Regions from separate parts of the Nomascus leucogenys genome. Here region 2 is linked to region 1. The links are chromatin contacts, called in public Hi-C maps. All regions are on one chromosome and are shown on one strand. The core of a region is the stretch at or near the end of the contact, and the rest is flanking DNA. Distances in the headings are between cores, read along the strand shown.

Region 1 (6,806 bases), core at 2,810-5,309:
ACAATTTTTAAATTTTATTTATTTATTTTGAGACAGAATCTTGTTCTGTCGCCCAGGCCAGAGCATAGTGGTGCGATCTTGGCTCACTGCAACCTCCACCTCCCGGTTTCAAGCGCTTCTCCCGCCTCAGCCTCCTGAGGGTAGCTGGGACTACAGGCACCCGCCATCATGCCTGGCTAACTTTTGTATTTTTGTAGAGACAGGGTTTCACCATGTGGGCCAGGCTGGTCTTGAACTCTTGACCTCAGGTGATCCGCCCGTCTCGGCCTCCCAAAGTGTGGGATTACAGGCATGAGCCACCGCGCCTGGCGTATAGGTGGGTGTGCTTTTGCGAGCACTACCTCCTGCTCACATCCCACGGGAAGGAGAGGGTGCTGAGGCGGCAAGGTCAGGGCTGCACCTCCGGCGGGGCGATCGGGTCTCTGGAAGACAGGACCAGGCTGGGTCGTGGAGAGCAGCAGACAGCAGACTGTGGAAGCTGGGAGGAAGAAGAACGAACAGCAGGAGTGAGGAACCTTCGCTCTGGAAATCCTGGTCCACAGGGACAGGGGACAGAGATTCTCATGTCAGCCTTGTAAGAGTGAAAAATTGGAAACAGCATCAATACCCACCAACAGGTGCTTGACTACAAATAAAAGACACCTCCCGGCCGGGCGCGGTGGCTCACGCCTGTAATCCCAGCACTTTGGGAGGCCGAGACGGGCGGATCACGAGGTCAGGAGATCAAGACCATCCTGGCTAACATGGTGAAACCCCGTCTCTATTAAAAATATAAAAAATTAGCCGGGCGCGGTGGCGGGCGCCTGTAGTCCCAGCTACTCGAGGAGGCTGAGGCAGGAGAATGGCGTGAACCCGGGAGGCGGAGCTTGCAGTGAGCCGAGGTCGCGCCACTGCACTCCAGCCTGGACGACAGAGCGAGACTCCGTCTCCAAAAAAAAAAGACACCTCCCTTGGGCTGAGTGAGGTGGGGAGAGGTGCGCTGGAAGATCCTGGGAACCACAGAGTCTCAGGGGAGGCTGGGGGACCCACTGGATGCTGGCGGGACATCTGTGACAATGCCACAGCAGGTTCTGGGCACAGAACGTCGCTCACCACCAACAGGAATTCAAAACTGCCCCTGCTTCTCCGTGGCCCGTTGCAGGCACAGAGTCCCCAGGGAGGCACCTGCTGGGCCGAGCTCAGGCTGGCACCTGCCGCCGTGCCACGGTCTGGGAGGACAAGAGTGTGGCCTCTGGAACAGGGGGCAGCACAGGGGCTTCCCTAATGGGAGGGACGTTCAGGTGCTGAACAGCCAAGACAGCGGCAGACGCCCCACCCACCCTCTCCCCACGGGTGCTGCAAGGAACAAAAGCAGGCTCACAAAACCTGCCTTCGAAGGCCGCTGCTCCCTGTACTGGAGGGAGGCCCCTGCTCCCCTGACCCCCCACCTCCAGATCCTGCGTCCAGCCCAGGTCCACCATCCTGGCAGGACATCCCCTCCTCCTCCATATGTTTTTTGTTTGTTTTGAGACAGGGTCTTACTCTGTCACCCAGGCTGGAGCGCAGTGGCTCGATCTTGGCTCACTGCAAACTCTGCCTCCTGGGCTCAAGTGACTCTCCTGCCTCAGCCTCTGGGACTACAAAGTACTTGGGACTATAGATGTGCGCCAGCAGGCGTGGCTAATTTTTTTTTTCTTTTTTTGTATTTTTAGTAGAGTCGGGGTTTTGCCATGTTGCCCAGGCTGGTCTCGAACTCCTGGGCTCAAGCAATTTGCTCGCCTCAGCCTCCCAGAGTTCTGGGATTGCAGGGATGAGCCACTCTGCCTGGCCTATCTCCTCCACCTTTATTTTGATCCTATTGACATTTTAGCAACCGAGGGGCCACATTGCACCATGGACCACCGCCAAGACCACTGTTGGGGACAAACCACAGTGAGATCAGGAAGAAGAAGGAAAAGCGATGTCAGGGTAGAGGCGTGGCAGACAAGGCGAAGACCAGAATCACAGCCTTGATTTCTCAAGTCAGTCCCAAGACCCAGCAGCTCTCTTCTCTCCCGCTCCGTGCTCCCTGGCATCTCAGGGTCAGGGAAGGTAACTGGAGTCTTCCTTCCAGGGAACTCTGAGCCCCGTGGGTCCTGCCTGCAAGGGAGGCTGTAGTCCTGTGGAGCTGGGAGATGCAGGAGTTTGAGAAGTCAGTTGAGTTCTTCTATGCTGCTTGCAGTTTTGAGCGGCAGCCCTGTTCCCCCGGGACAGTCAGGACCGACCATCCCAGCCTCCAAAACGCTCCTCCCTTCTTCACCTGTTCACCCACAGGCGCCGTGGCCCCAGAGGCGAATCCCCACCTTCACTGCCTATTCGAAGGAACGTGGAGATGTCTCGTGGTGGAAACATTCCTCTCTTGGGTGTAAAACCCCCATGTCGGCTGGGTGCGGTGGCTCACACCTGTAATCCCAGCACTTTGGGAGGCCAAGGAGGACAGATCACAAGGTCAAGAGATCGAGACCATCCTGGCCAACATGGTGAAAACCCCCCAATACAAAAATTAGCTGGGCGTGATGACACGCACCTGTAATCCCAGCTAGTCAAGAGGCTGAGGCAGGAGAATTGCTTGGACCCGGGAGGTGGAGGTTGCAGTGAGCCGAGATCACGCCACTGCACTCCAGCCTGGTGACAGAGCAAGACTCCATCTCAAAAACAAACAAACAAACCAGAACCCAGGTTTCAGGGACTAGAAGCAGAACCTTTGCACTAGGTGATGGGTGCCCTGCTCAGGGCCCCATGGCTCACATCTGTGCATTCTGAACAAGGAGAACTGCAGATGGGCTCCTTGAGCTGGTGCGTCCACAGGTGGAGGGCAGCATTTTCTTATCTACAGGGAGGGAGGAAAGGATGATTTAGGGGATCTGGAGGCAGGGACTTCCGAGGCTGTCTCATCTGCCACCCAGCACGTCCGCAAAGCCAGGCTCTTGCATTTTTCCCTTCACTGACCTCCTGAGGCTGAGGTTTCATCCCAGCCTTCCCGTTTCGTGAGCCCTTGAATGTGTGGTAGGTGACACGTGACCATGAGCCCGTGGCCTGACTGCAGCTCCTGAGTCACCTGCATGTCTGTGGGTGGCCAACAGGGCGGGAAACGTGTTGAGTCAGTGAAGGGCTGGTGGCACTGAGGGCCGTATAGGATGGGGGCATTCAGATCTAGAATAAGTGTCGATTCCTGGGGAGCAAGCAGCTGCCTCCTCCGATGGAAGGGGTCAGCTGAAAGCCATGGCCTTCAGGGAGCTGGAGCTCCCCATGGGCATTGAGGTGCTGAGCGAGGGCCCAGGAGCACCAGGTCTGCTCCCATCAGCCTTGGTGACACGGCAGTGGTGAGCCCGTGCAAAGCCTCCCTCCCCACAGGCCACCTCTCAGCAGAGCAGGCCCTGGAGGCTGTAGAGGTGCAGAGTGACATTCTGTGACACCTGTCCCCACACCCCGGGTTAGGCACCCCAGCATGGGACTGCAGTGGGGCCTTTCAGGGGACAGGAGCATCCTCATCTCTGTGGCCATCCCAAGACGCCGGTCCCTGCCCTCTTCCCAAAGCCCACGGCTACTCCTTCTTCCATCCTCCTCCCTCCAGCCCTGGCGTCTCTCATCAAACCCTGAGCTGCTTCCACAGGTCACATGGCCCAGGCCGGCTTCCCTCCATCTACACGGAAACTGAGATTGGCCACTCAGGGTTCTGCCCAAAGCGAGGTCCCCTTTCTGCCAGGCAACAGGCCACTCCCACCTGGAATTAGCCTGCAGTGCAATCTGAAACAGGCTTGCGTTTCTCCCACCTCCCTCACGGGTATTAGGGAATGCCCCATCAGGCCCCAGGGGAGGCCCCAGGTGCCCTGGGTGGAGGGTGGGGTGGCCTTGGCACAGATGCAAATCACCCATGTCTCCAGGGACTGCCCACGTTCCTGAGGGCCACATCCACCTGTGTCCTTCCAGCTCATGGAGGGCAGCTCATGACCCATGCTCGAATGTTTGGGCCAAAGCTGGTTGTGCTGGAAGGAGTGAATCTCCCTGCCAAAGAGGGCCCTGCTCAGCTCCAAACCGCTGGATGCTCCTGGGTGGTCCTCCCAGCGGGCCTGCCGCAGGCCCCTCACGCCCATCAGCATAGCTTCTTGCATCTCAAGCCCCACATCCTGGCCTAGCGGATCTTAAGGTCACGGGCAAGGCAGCTGCACCAGCAGTCGGTGGCCTCATGCTCTGACACCAGACTTGGGTCTCTAGTAAAGAGGCAGGAGCCACTCCCCAAGTAAGGCATGTGTCCCCTCAAAAAGTCCACAGAGATCTAGCCAAGATTGGGGCCATTTCTAAGGGACGAAGGGGCGCACACATAGGGCACCCACCGGGGTTCACTTTGGTCCAGTGTGACGACTGTAGCATGATGAGTTGGCAGGAAGCAGACAGAATAAGACAGCAGGTGTACTCCTGAGGCAGGACACGTGTGTGTGCACGCATGTGTGTGTGTGGACGCAGGAGAGTGAGACAGACCAAGATAGGGAGAGGGGGAGGGAGCTGCCGTCAGCAACTGCTGCATCCACGTGCAGGGTGTGCTCATTTACCCCAATCAGCCACATCTGAAACAGTGGCAGCGCCGTCGTCATCTGGCGTAACTCACGAGAAGCTACTCACCAAGTCCTCAGGACAGCCGCCGAATCCCTGCCCTGGATCCAGCTCAGTCACCGGGTTAATGGCCAAGAGCCTCTTTGGGGAAGGCCAGGAAGCAGATTCTTGGTACTGTAAGTCCTTGTCATTTTATTACAGGGTCCTTTCTGTAAGAGATTTGACCACCCTTCCTTCCAAGGGGCTCTGGGTGATCCAGGAAATGGGCGAGATGCTAGGACTCTATCATGATGGCGCAAGGTGCCTCTGTTCACCAGATCTGGAGCTTTTCTTTCTTTCTTTCTTTCTTTCTTTCTTTTTTTTTTTTTTTTTGTGACAGAGTCTCACTGTCTCCCAGGCTGGAGTGCAGTGGTACAGTCTCGGCTCACTGGAACCTCCACCTCCTGGATTCAAGCGACTCTCCTGCCTCAGCTTCCCGAGTAGCTGGGACTACCGGCACGCACCACCACGCCCGGCTAATTTTTTGTATTTTTAGTAGAGATGGTGTTTCACCGTGTTGACCAGGCTGGTTTTGAACTCCCGACCTCAGGTGATCTGCCCGCCTCAGCCTCCCAGAGTGTTTGGGATTACAGGCGTGAGCCACCACGCCCATCCCGGATCTTGAGCTTTTCTAACGCTACAGATCATGTGAGCTGTAGCAAGCTGCCTGCCTGTTTTGGTCCTGTGCACCTCCTCCTTATGGCCATCAGGAAGCATTTCAATCGCAGCATCTCCAGAGGGCCTCTCTGACCTACACAGAGCAGCCGCAGGGAATTTTCTAGGAGACTGGTTCCTCCTTCCCTGCACATTTCCCTGGGCAGGCTTTGGGGGAGGAGGGCTTCCTGGGTCTGTCCAGAGTCGAGGCCAGCAATTGACTGCACATGGCACACACTCCAGGGCTCCTGGCTCCTCGGTGCCTTGGATTCTTTTCTCTACAACACACTGAGGAATTCACAGGCCATCCGTGACTCCAGTTTTCAGTCAAGCAATTGAGAAGATAATTAGCACTGCTCCCAGCTGCTCAAGCTAGTGCACAAAGCCAGAATCTCTCATGCATGCACCTGTACTAGGTATTTTTAGCTTCAGCTTCCTATCATGAAAGCCCAACATAGCAGGGACTCTGTATGACATTTTTCTTTAGTTTCTGACACATAAAAGGGAGAAGGCACCCTTTCTGGAGGTAGACTTCTTCCATCTGTACACCACTATTGTATGCCTGCCACCCTCAAGGCTACCCTCATGATCTACAATGGCTGCTGAGATTCCAGCCATCACTTCTGCCTTTCAGGCAGCAAGAAGAAGGTAGCAGAAAAGGACAAAACTTTTCCCATCGTCTTTCCCGAGACTGAGCTCCTCTTTATTTTTATTTTTTTGAGACAGTGTCTCACTCTGTCACCCAGGCTGGAGTGCAATGGCGTGATCATAGTTCACTGCTGCCTTGACCTCCTGGGCTCAAGCGATCCTCCCACCTCAGCCTCCTGAGTAGCTGGGACCACAGGTATATGCCACCATGCCCAGCTAATTTTTGAGTTTTTCTAGAGATGGGGTCTTGCTATTTTGCCCAGGCTGATCTCAAATGCCTCAGCTCAAGCAATCCTCCCGCATGGGCCTCCCAAAGTGCTGGGTTTACAGGTGTGAGCCATGGCACCCTGCCTGCCAGTGAGATTTTTAAAAACCATTTTATTGGTATATTACACACACACATGTGGGAAGTGTAGAGCTTGGTTAATTGTTGTGTTACATGTAAACACTGCTGGCACCACCCCTCGGATAGAGATACCGAAACTTTCCCTCACCCCAGCAGGTTCTGTAGGTCAGAACCTCCACCATGTAACCACTAAATCTGATTTCTGTCCACACAGAGTAGTTGTTCCTGCTCTTGAAGTTCATGTAAATGGAATCGTACCTAAGTACCCAATCCCTAGTGTGGTGTCAGCCTTTTTGTCTTCCATACAATGCCTATGAGATTCACGCACGTTGTTCTTTGTAGCTGAAGTGAACCCCGTTACGTGACTATGCCACAGGTTATCAACCCAGTCTACAGGGGATGGGCATTTGGGTTGTTTTCAGAGGGTGGTTTTTGTTGTCGTTGTTGTTGTTGTTATTTTGAGTAAAGCTCCTATGAACTTTTTTTTTTTTTTTGAGACAGAATTTTGCTCTTGTTTCCCAGGCTGGAGTGCAGTGGCAGGATCTTGCCT
Region 2 (7,491 bases), core at 2,317-4,816, 110 kb after region 1:
AGACAGAGTCTTACCCTGTCACCCAGGCTGGAGTGCAGTGGCTTGATCTTGACTCACTGCAACCTCCGCCTCCTGGGTTCAAGTGATTCTCCTGCCTCAGCCTCCTGAGTAGCTGGGACTACAGGTACCTGACACCACACCCGGCTAATTTTTTGTATTTTGTTATTTTATGTATTTATTTGAGATGGAGTTTTGCTCTTGTCACCCAGGCTGGAATGTAGTGGCATGACCTCTTCTCACTATAACCTCTGCCCACTGGTTCAAGCGATTCTCCTGCCTCATCCTCCCGAGTAGCTGGGATTACAGGTACCCATGACCATGCCCAGCTAATTTTTGTATGTGTAGTAGAGACGGGGTTTCACCATGTTGGCCAGACTGATTGCAAACTGCTGACCTCGAGTGATGTCCCTACGTCAGCCTCCCAAAGTGCTGAGATTACAGCCGTGAGCCACCGTGCCCTGCCTGAAAGATTAGTTTTTATTTTATTTATTTTTTATTATTTTCTTTTTTGAGATGGAGTCTCGCTCTGTCGCCCAGGCTGGAGTGCAGTTTGCAATCTCGGCTCACTGCAACCTCCACCCCCCCGCCCGGGTTCAAGCGATCCTCCCGCCTCAGTCTCCTGAGTAGCTGGGATTACAGGCATGCATCACCACGCCTGGCTATTTCTTTTTGTATTTTTAGTAGAGACGGGGTTTCACCATGTTGGCCAGGCTGGTCTCGAACTCCTGACCTCAAGTGATCCGCCCACATCAGCCTCCCAAAGTGCTAGGATTACAGGCACAAGCCACCACACCTGGCCTGAGGGATGAGTTTTTAAATGATTTCCATAGCTGTGACTAGGTTCTGTGAGCCACTGGAACACACTCCTTTGTTCTTTTCCTCCTACTTGGAAAACGCCAAGGCTGTTGCCAATGTAGTATCTTCAGCAAAGGAAGGAGGCAGCTGAGTCGGGAGCCCGAAGTGCAGAAAGAAGCCACAGATCATCACGCCTGATGAAGGGAATTCAGAGCAGATTCCTAATTTTCAAAAATTCCATGCTTTGGCTCTTCATAATGGAAAAATGCAGAATTATAAGTTTAAACTCAAATGGGAGAAACAACTGTGAATTAATATTTTGTGAAAAACAAAACAGGAAACAATACAATCTACATACTGCATGACATTTTGTGCGTGAAGATGCACATAGAAGAGAATATTGGCCGGGCGCAGTGGCTCACACCTGTAATCCCAGCATTTTGGGAAGTCAAGGTGGCAGGATCACTTGAGCTCAGTTCAAGACCAGCGTGGGCAACATGGTGAAACATCGTCTCTATCCTTTTTTTAGAATAAAATTTAATTTAAAAGAATATTGGGGCCAGGCGTGGTGGCTCAGGCCTATAATCCTAACACTTTGGGAGGCCAAGGTGGAGGTATTACTTGAGCGCAGAAGTTTAAGACCAGCCTGAGTAACATAGCAAGACCCCATTTCTACAAAAAAAATATAAAAAATTAGCAGGGTGTGGTGGTTCACACCTATAGTCCCAGCTATTCAGGAGACTGAGACGGGAGGATCACTTGAGCTTGGGAGGTCAAGGCTGCAGTGAGCTATGATCATACCATTGTACTCTGGCCTGAGCAACAGAGCAAGACTGTCTCAAAACCAATAGTGGAATATTGGAAGGAAATACATCAAAATATTAGCTGTGGGTAAAGTAGGGAAGATTTTTCTTTTCTTTTTCTTTTTTTTTTTTTTTTTTTTTTTTAGATGGAGTCTCACTCTGTCGCCCAGGCTGGAGTGCAGTGGCATGATCTCGGCTCACTGCAACCTCTGCCTCCCGGGTTCACGCCATTCTGCCTCAGCCTCCCGAGTAGCTGGGACTACAGGCACCCACCACCATGCCCGGCTAATTTTTTGTATTTTTAGTAGAGACGGGGTTTCACCGTGTTAACCAGGATGGTGTCCATCTCCTGACCTCGTGATCCACCCGCCTCAGCCTCCCAAAGTGCTGGGATTACAGGCGTGAGCCGCCGCGCCCGGCCGGGAAGTTTTTTCTTGTCTATCAGTGAACATGCATTATGGCTTTTTTTTTTCCCACTTTTTATTTTTTTGAGACGGACTCTCGCTGTGTCACCCAGGCTGGAGTTCAGTGGCGCGATCTCGGCTCACTGCAACTTCCGCCTCTGGGGTTCAAGAGCGATTCTCCTGCCTCAGCCTCCCAAGTAGCTGGGATTACCGGCGTGTGCCACCACACCCGGCTAATTTTTTGTGTTTTAGTAGAGAGGGGGTTTCATCACATTGGCCAGGCTGGTCTTGAACTCCTGGCCTCAAGAGATCCACCCGCCTCAGCCTCCCAAAGTGCTGGGATTACAGGAGTGAGCCACCGCGCCTGGCCACCCATTATGTTAAACTCAGAATAGACAATGCACAGGATTGTTAAAACGAAATCCCAGTGCCCCTGCGCCGGGTGGAGGAGTTGGGCAGGAGGAGGACTTGTCCCTCTCCCTGAGCTTGGTGATCCCCATCTTTCCGCAGGAAAGGCCGAGGGGGATGGCAAGATGCACATCACCCTCTGTGACTTCATCGTGCCCTGGGACACCCTGAGCACCACCCAGAAGAAGAGCCTGAACCACAGGTACCAGATGGGCTGCGAGTGCAAGGTAAGCAGGTCCCGTGTCTGCTGGAGCATTGCCTCCTCCGACCGTCTCCAGATGGACAGCAGGGGTTTTGATCCTTGGCTTTCCAGGGCCTGTTAATCCCCGGCTCCTGATTTAAGACCAGGCTCTGGGAAGGTAGAGTCATCCCAAGAGTAAGGCTGTCTGGCTGGGGACAGAGCCCCTGGTCCCTGGAGAGCCCTGAGGCACCCCTCTGTCAAGGGATGTCTGGAGGCCGGGCGCTGCAGGTCACTTGAGGTCGGGAGTTGGAAATCAGCCTCACCAACATGGCGAAACCCTGCCTCTACAAAAATACAAAAATTAGCCGGGTAAGGTGGCGCACGCCTGTGATCCCAGCAACTTGGGAGGATGAGGCTTAAGAATTGCTTGAATGTGGGAGGTCGAGGTTGCAGTGAGTTGAGATCACACCACTGCACCCCAGCCTGGGTTGACAGAGTGAGACTCTGTCCCCCCAAAAAAAGAGGGGGATGTCTGGAAGGCTAGAAGATTTGAGAGTAAGAGCATGAATTCAGCTCTGTTACCTGTAGCTTCCAGAAAAAGGAGCTGTATGGGGAGAGAGAATATGGTCCCATGGATAATTTTCTACAAATGTGCAAGTGCAAACGCTTGTGTGGCTTATGAGAAGGCACTGCAGGCCTTACGCTTTTCCCAGCATTCCCGACATTTTCACACCTGGGTCGGTGTCTACGTGGGGTCTGTGTGTTGAGAACACCTGAACACCTGCTCCTCTTACAATGAGCCCGGAGGTTGTGCCAGGCACAGCTGGAGCAGCACAGCGCTTAGATGTGGCTGTGGAAGGTGAGATCGCCGCCTCCAGGGCTCCCAGGCTGGCTCTTACCCTGTGGGCTCCTAGCACCCTATCCCCACCCTCCCCGCAGGAAGCATTGCCGAGTGCTGGGCACCTCCCACCCTGGGTCACTCCCAGTGAGTCTGGGACCAGGACACTCTGGCGAGGCTGTGGGGATTGGCCTTCCCTGGGGAGCTGCCTGGGGCTGCCCTCCCTCCTGACGGCCGCCAGCCCCTTCTCGGCATGTTCAAAACAGGAACTCTGAACTCATAGTCTCCAGCCACACGTATGTTAAGCGAAACTCCTCTGTGGCATGAAATGAAAAGCAAGTTCTTCCTTTTCCTTTCCATGGTGGTGAAGGCGGTCATCCTCTTGTAGCCTAGGGTTCCTTGGCCAAATTGCTAGTTGCCGATGACCTCAGGGCTCAGCTTGTGCAATTCCCAGCCTTTTCACTGGGCTGGAATCTGTCTCCAGGAAACCCAGGCCCTTTTATTATTGTTGCTGTGTCCCCCAGAGGGCAGGGCCAAGCTGAGGCCATTCTCTCCTGCTCAGGAAGGTAGAAGATGGCCCAAAGGGAAGCACACCTGCAGTAGGAGGGGGGGCAGTGGTGGGCGGGGCACAGCTTCCCTGCAGGTAAGACCCCCTCGCGGGCCAGCCCCTGCAGGAGTTGTGGGTCTCGGGAGAGGCTGCCATCCCTGCACACCGCAGGTAGGCACATTGCCAGGTTCTGGACATGCCCTCAGAGCAGCCTCCGCCCACCCCTTCCTGGGTCCCTGACTCCGTCCCCCTCCGTGTGCCCCTCCCCAGATCACACGCTGCCCCATGATCCCGTGCTACATCTCCTCCCCGGACGAGTGCCTCTGGATGGACTGGGTCACAGAGAAGAACATCAACGGGCACCAGGCCAAGTTCTTCGCCTGCATCAAGAGAAGCGACGGCTCCTGTGCGTGGTACCGCGGCGCGGCACCCCCCAAGCAGGAGTTTCTCGACATCGAGGACCCATAAGCAGGCCTACAACACCCCTGTGGCCAACTGCAAAAAAAGCCTCCAAGGGTTTCGACTGGTCCAGCTCTGACATCCCTTCCTGGAAACAGCATGAATAAAACACTCATCCCATGGGTCCACATTAATACGATTCTGCTCCCCCCTTCTCCTTTTAGACATGGTTGTGGGTCTGGAGGGAGATGTGGGTCCAAGGTCCTCATCCCATCCGCCCTCTGCCAGGCACTATGTGTCTGGGGCTTTGATCCTTGGGTGCAGGCAGGGCTGGGACACGCGGCTTCCCTCCCAGTCCCTGCCTTGGCACCGTCACAGATGCCGAGCAGGCAGCACTTAGGGATCTCCCAGCTGGGTTAAGGCAGGGCCTGGAAATGTGCATTTTGCAGAAACTTTTGAGGGTCATTGCAAGACTGTGTAGCAGGCCTACCAGGTCCCTTTCATCTTGAGAGGGGCATGGCCCTTGGTTTCTGCAGCTTCCACGCCTCTGGCCCTAGTGTAGCACTCCCTGCCCCTGGCAAGTGCCCCCATCGCCCCAGTGCCCACCATGAGCTCCCAGCACCTGACTCCCCCCACATCCAGGGGCAGCCTGGAACCAGTGGCTCGTTCTTGAAGGGGCCCCATCAATCCTATTAATCCTCAGAATTCCAGTGGGAACCTCCCTCTGAGCCTTGTAGAAATGGGAGCGAGAAACCCCAGCTGAGCTGCGTTCCAGCCTCGGCTGAGTCTTTTTAGTCTCCTGCACCCCCCGCCCACCTGCTCCCCAGCTTGCAGGGGGAATCGGTGAGGTCCTGTCCTGAGGCTGCTGTCTGGGGCCGGTGGCTGCCCTCAAGGTCCCTTCCTGAGCTGCTGCGGTTGCCATTGCTTCTTGCCTGTTCTGGCATCAGGCACCTGGATTGAGTTGCATGGCTTTGCTTTATCCAGGCTTGTGTGCAGGGCCTGGCTGGGCTCCCCATCTGCACATCCTGAGGACAGAAAGAGCTGGGTCTTCCTGAGCCCTCCCAGGCTTAGTGTTCCCTCCCTCAAAGACTGACAGCCATCGTTCTGCATGGGGCTTTCTGCACGTGACGCCAGCTAAGCGTAGTAAGAAGTCCAGCCTAGGAAGGGAAGGATTTTGGAGGTAGGTGGCTTTGGTGACACACTCACTTCTTTCTGAGCCTCCAGGACACTTTGGCCTGTTTTAAGAGACATCTTATTTTTCTAAAGATGAATTCTCAGATGATAGGTGAACCTGAGTTGCAGATATACCAACTTCTGCTTGTATTTCTTAAATGACAAAGATTGCCTAGCTAAGAAACTTCCTAGGGAACAAGGGAACCTGTGTATTCCCTCAACGTGGTTTCCCGAAGACAGTGATGTGGGGGTTAGGATAGGAAGAACTTTCTCGGTAATGGTGATGTTTCCTCCCACCTGTGTTGTAAAATAAACTGACGATATACAGGCACATTATGTAAACATACACACGCAATGAAACCGAAGCTTGGCGGCCTGGGACTGGTCCTGCAAAATGCTTCCAAAGCCACCTTAGCCTGTTCTATTCAGCGGCAACCCCAAAGCACCTGTTAAGACTCCTGACCCCCGAGTGGCCTGCAGCCCCCATGCCCACCGGGACCTGGTCAGCACAGATCTTGATGACTTCCCTTTCTAGGGCAGACTGGGAGGGTATCCAGGAATCGGCCCCTGCCCCACGGGCATTTTCATGCTGTACAGTGATCTAAAGTTGGTAAGATGTCATAATGGACCAGTCCATGTGATTTCAGTATATACAACTCCACCAGACCCCTCCAACCCATATAACACCCCACCCCCGTTCGCTTCCTGTATGGTGATATCATATGTAACATTTACTCCTGTTTCTGCTGATTGTTTTTTTAATGTTTTGGTTTGTTTTTGACATCAGCTGTAATCATTCCTGTGCTGTGTTTTTTATTACCCTTGGTAGGTGTTAGACTTGCACTTTTTTAAAATAAGGTTTCTGCATCGTGGAAGCATTTGACCCAGAGTGGAACGCGTGGCCTACGCAGGTGGATTCCTTCAGGTCTTTCCTTGGTTCTTTGGGCATCTTTGCTTTCATTCGTCTCCCGTCTTTGGTTCTCCAGTTCAAATTATTACAAAGTAAAGGATCTTTGAGTAGGTTCGGTCTGAAAGGTGTGGCCTTTATATTCGATCCACACACATTGGTCTTTTAACCATGCTGAGCAGAAAACAAAACAGGTTAAGAAGAGCTGGGTGGCAACTGAGAGAGGAAGCCGCTCAAATACCTTCACAGTAAATAATGGCAATATATATATAGTTTAAGAAGGCTCTCCATTTGGCATCGTTTAATTTATATGTTATGTTCTAAGCACAGCTCTCTTCTCCTATTTTCATCCTGCAAGCAACTCAAAATATTTAAAATAAAGTTTACATTGTAGTTATTTTCAAATCTTTGCTTGATAAGCATTATGAAATATTGGACTTGCTGCCGTAATTTAAAGCTCTGTTGATTTTGTTTTCGTTTGGATTTTTGGGGGAGGGGAGCACTGTGTTTATGCTGGAATATGAAGTCTGAGACCTTCCGGTGCTGGAAACACACAAGAGTTGTTGAACGTTGACAAGCAGACTGCGCATGTCTCTGATGCTTTGTATCATTCTCGAGCAATCGCTCGGTCCGTGGACAATAAACAGTATTATCAAAGAGAACATGGGCTCTCTCCGTGTGGCTGTATCCGATGTTCAGAACGGCCACTTCCTAGCTCAAGAATGGCAATCAGCCTCTGCAAGGAGCCTCTCCCGTCCGGTGGGAGGGGGCGCCCTGTGTCCTCCAGAGAAACAAGGCCAGGGAGCTCTGAGTCAAATGTGGGATGCAGACCAGGTGCGGTGGCTCACTTCTGACATCCCAGCATTTTGGGAGGCCGAGGCGGGTAGATTGTTTGTGCCCAGGAGTTCGAGACTAGCCTGGCCAACTGCGCAAAACCCCGTCTCTACAAAAAATAGGCGTGGTGGCATGTGCCTGTGGTCCCAGCTACTCAAAAGGCTGAGATAGGAGGATCACTTGAGCCCTGGAGGCAGAGGAT

What was found. Hi-C and Micro-C count contacts between places; a contact is called where the count stands out from the background.
Region 2: a contact with region 1 is called in a Hi-C map of a lymphoblastoid cell line, with 5 times the contacts expected there. The contact joins two enhancer-like sites. A contact is called at or near these places in 3 of 4 Hi-C or Micro-C datasets (a lymphoblastoid cell line and an unstated tissue).

The regions. Positions count from the first base shown.
Region 1 is chr14:87,730,407-87,737,212 of Asia_NLE_v1, forward strand. No RefSeq gene overlaps it. Among named protein-coding and RNA genes, the nearest start is that of LGALS3BP, 12 kb to the left of the region's middle. Within about 2 kb of position 4,060, the one cell type or tissue checked has an H3K27ac peak away from gene starts, as active enhancers do. A contact at or near this core is called in a lymphoblastoid cell line, where this site is marked.
Region 2 is chr14:87,842,210-87,849,700 of Asia_NLE_v1, forward strand. It overlaps TIMP2 (metalloproteinase inhibitor 2), which reads left to right. Exons shown (of 5, transcript XM_003278431.3): 4 at 2,513-2,637; 5 at 4,247-7,117. The coding sequence ends at 4,444. Among named protein-coding and RNA genes, the nearest start is that of USP36, 15 kb to the right of the region's middle. Within about 2 kb of position 3,567, the one cell type or tissue checked has an H3K27ac peak away from gene starts, as active enhancers do. A contact at or near this core is called in a lymphoblastoid cell line, where this site is marked.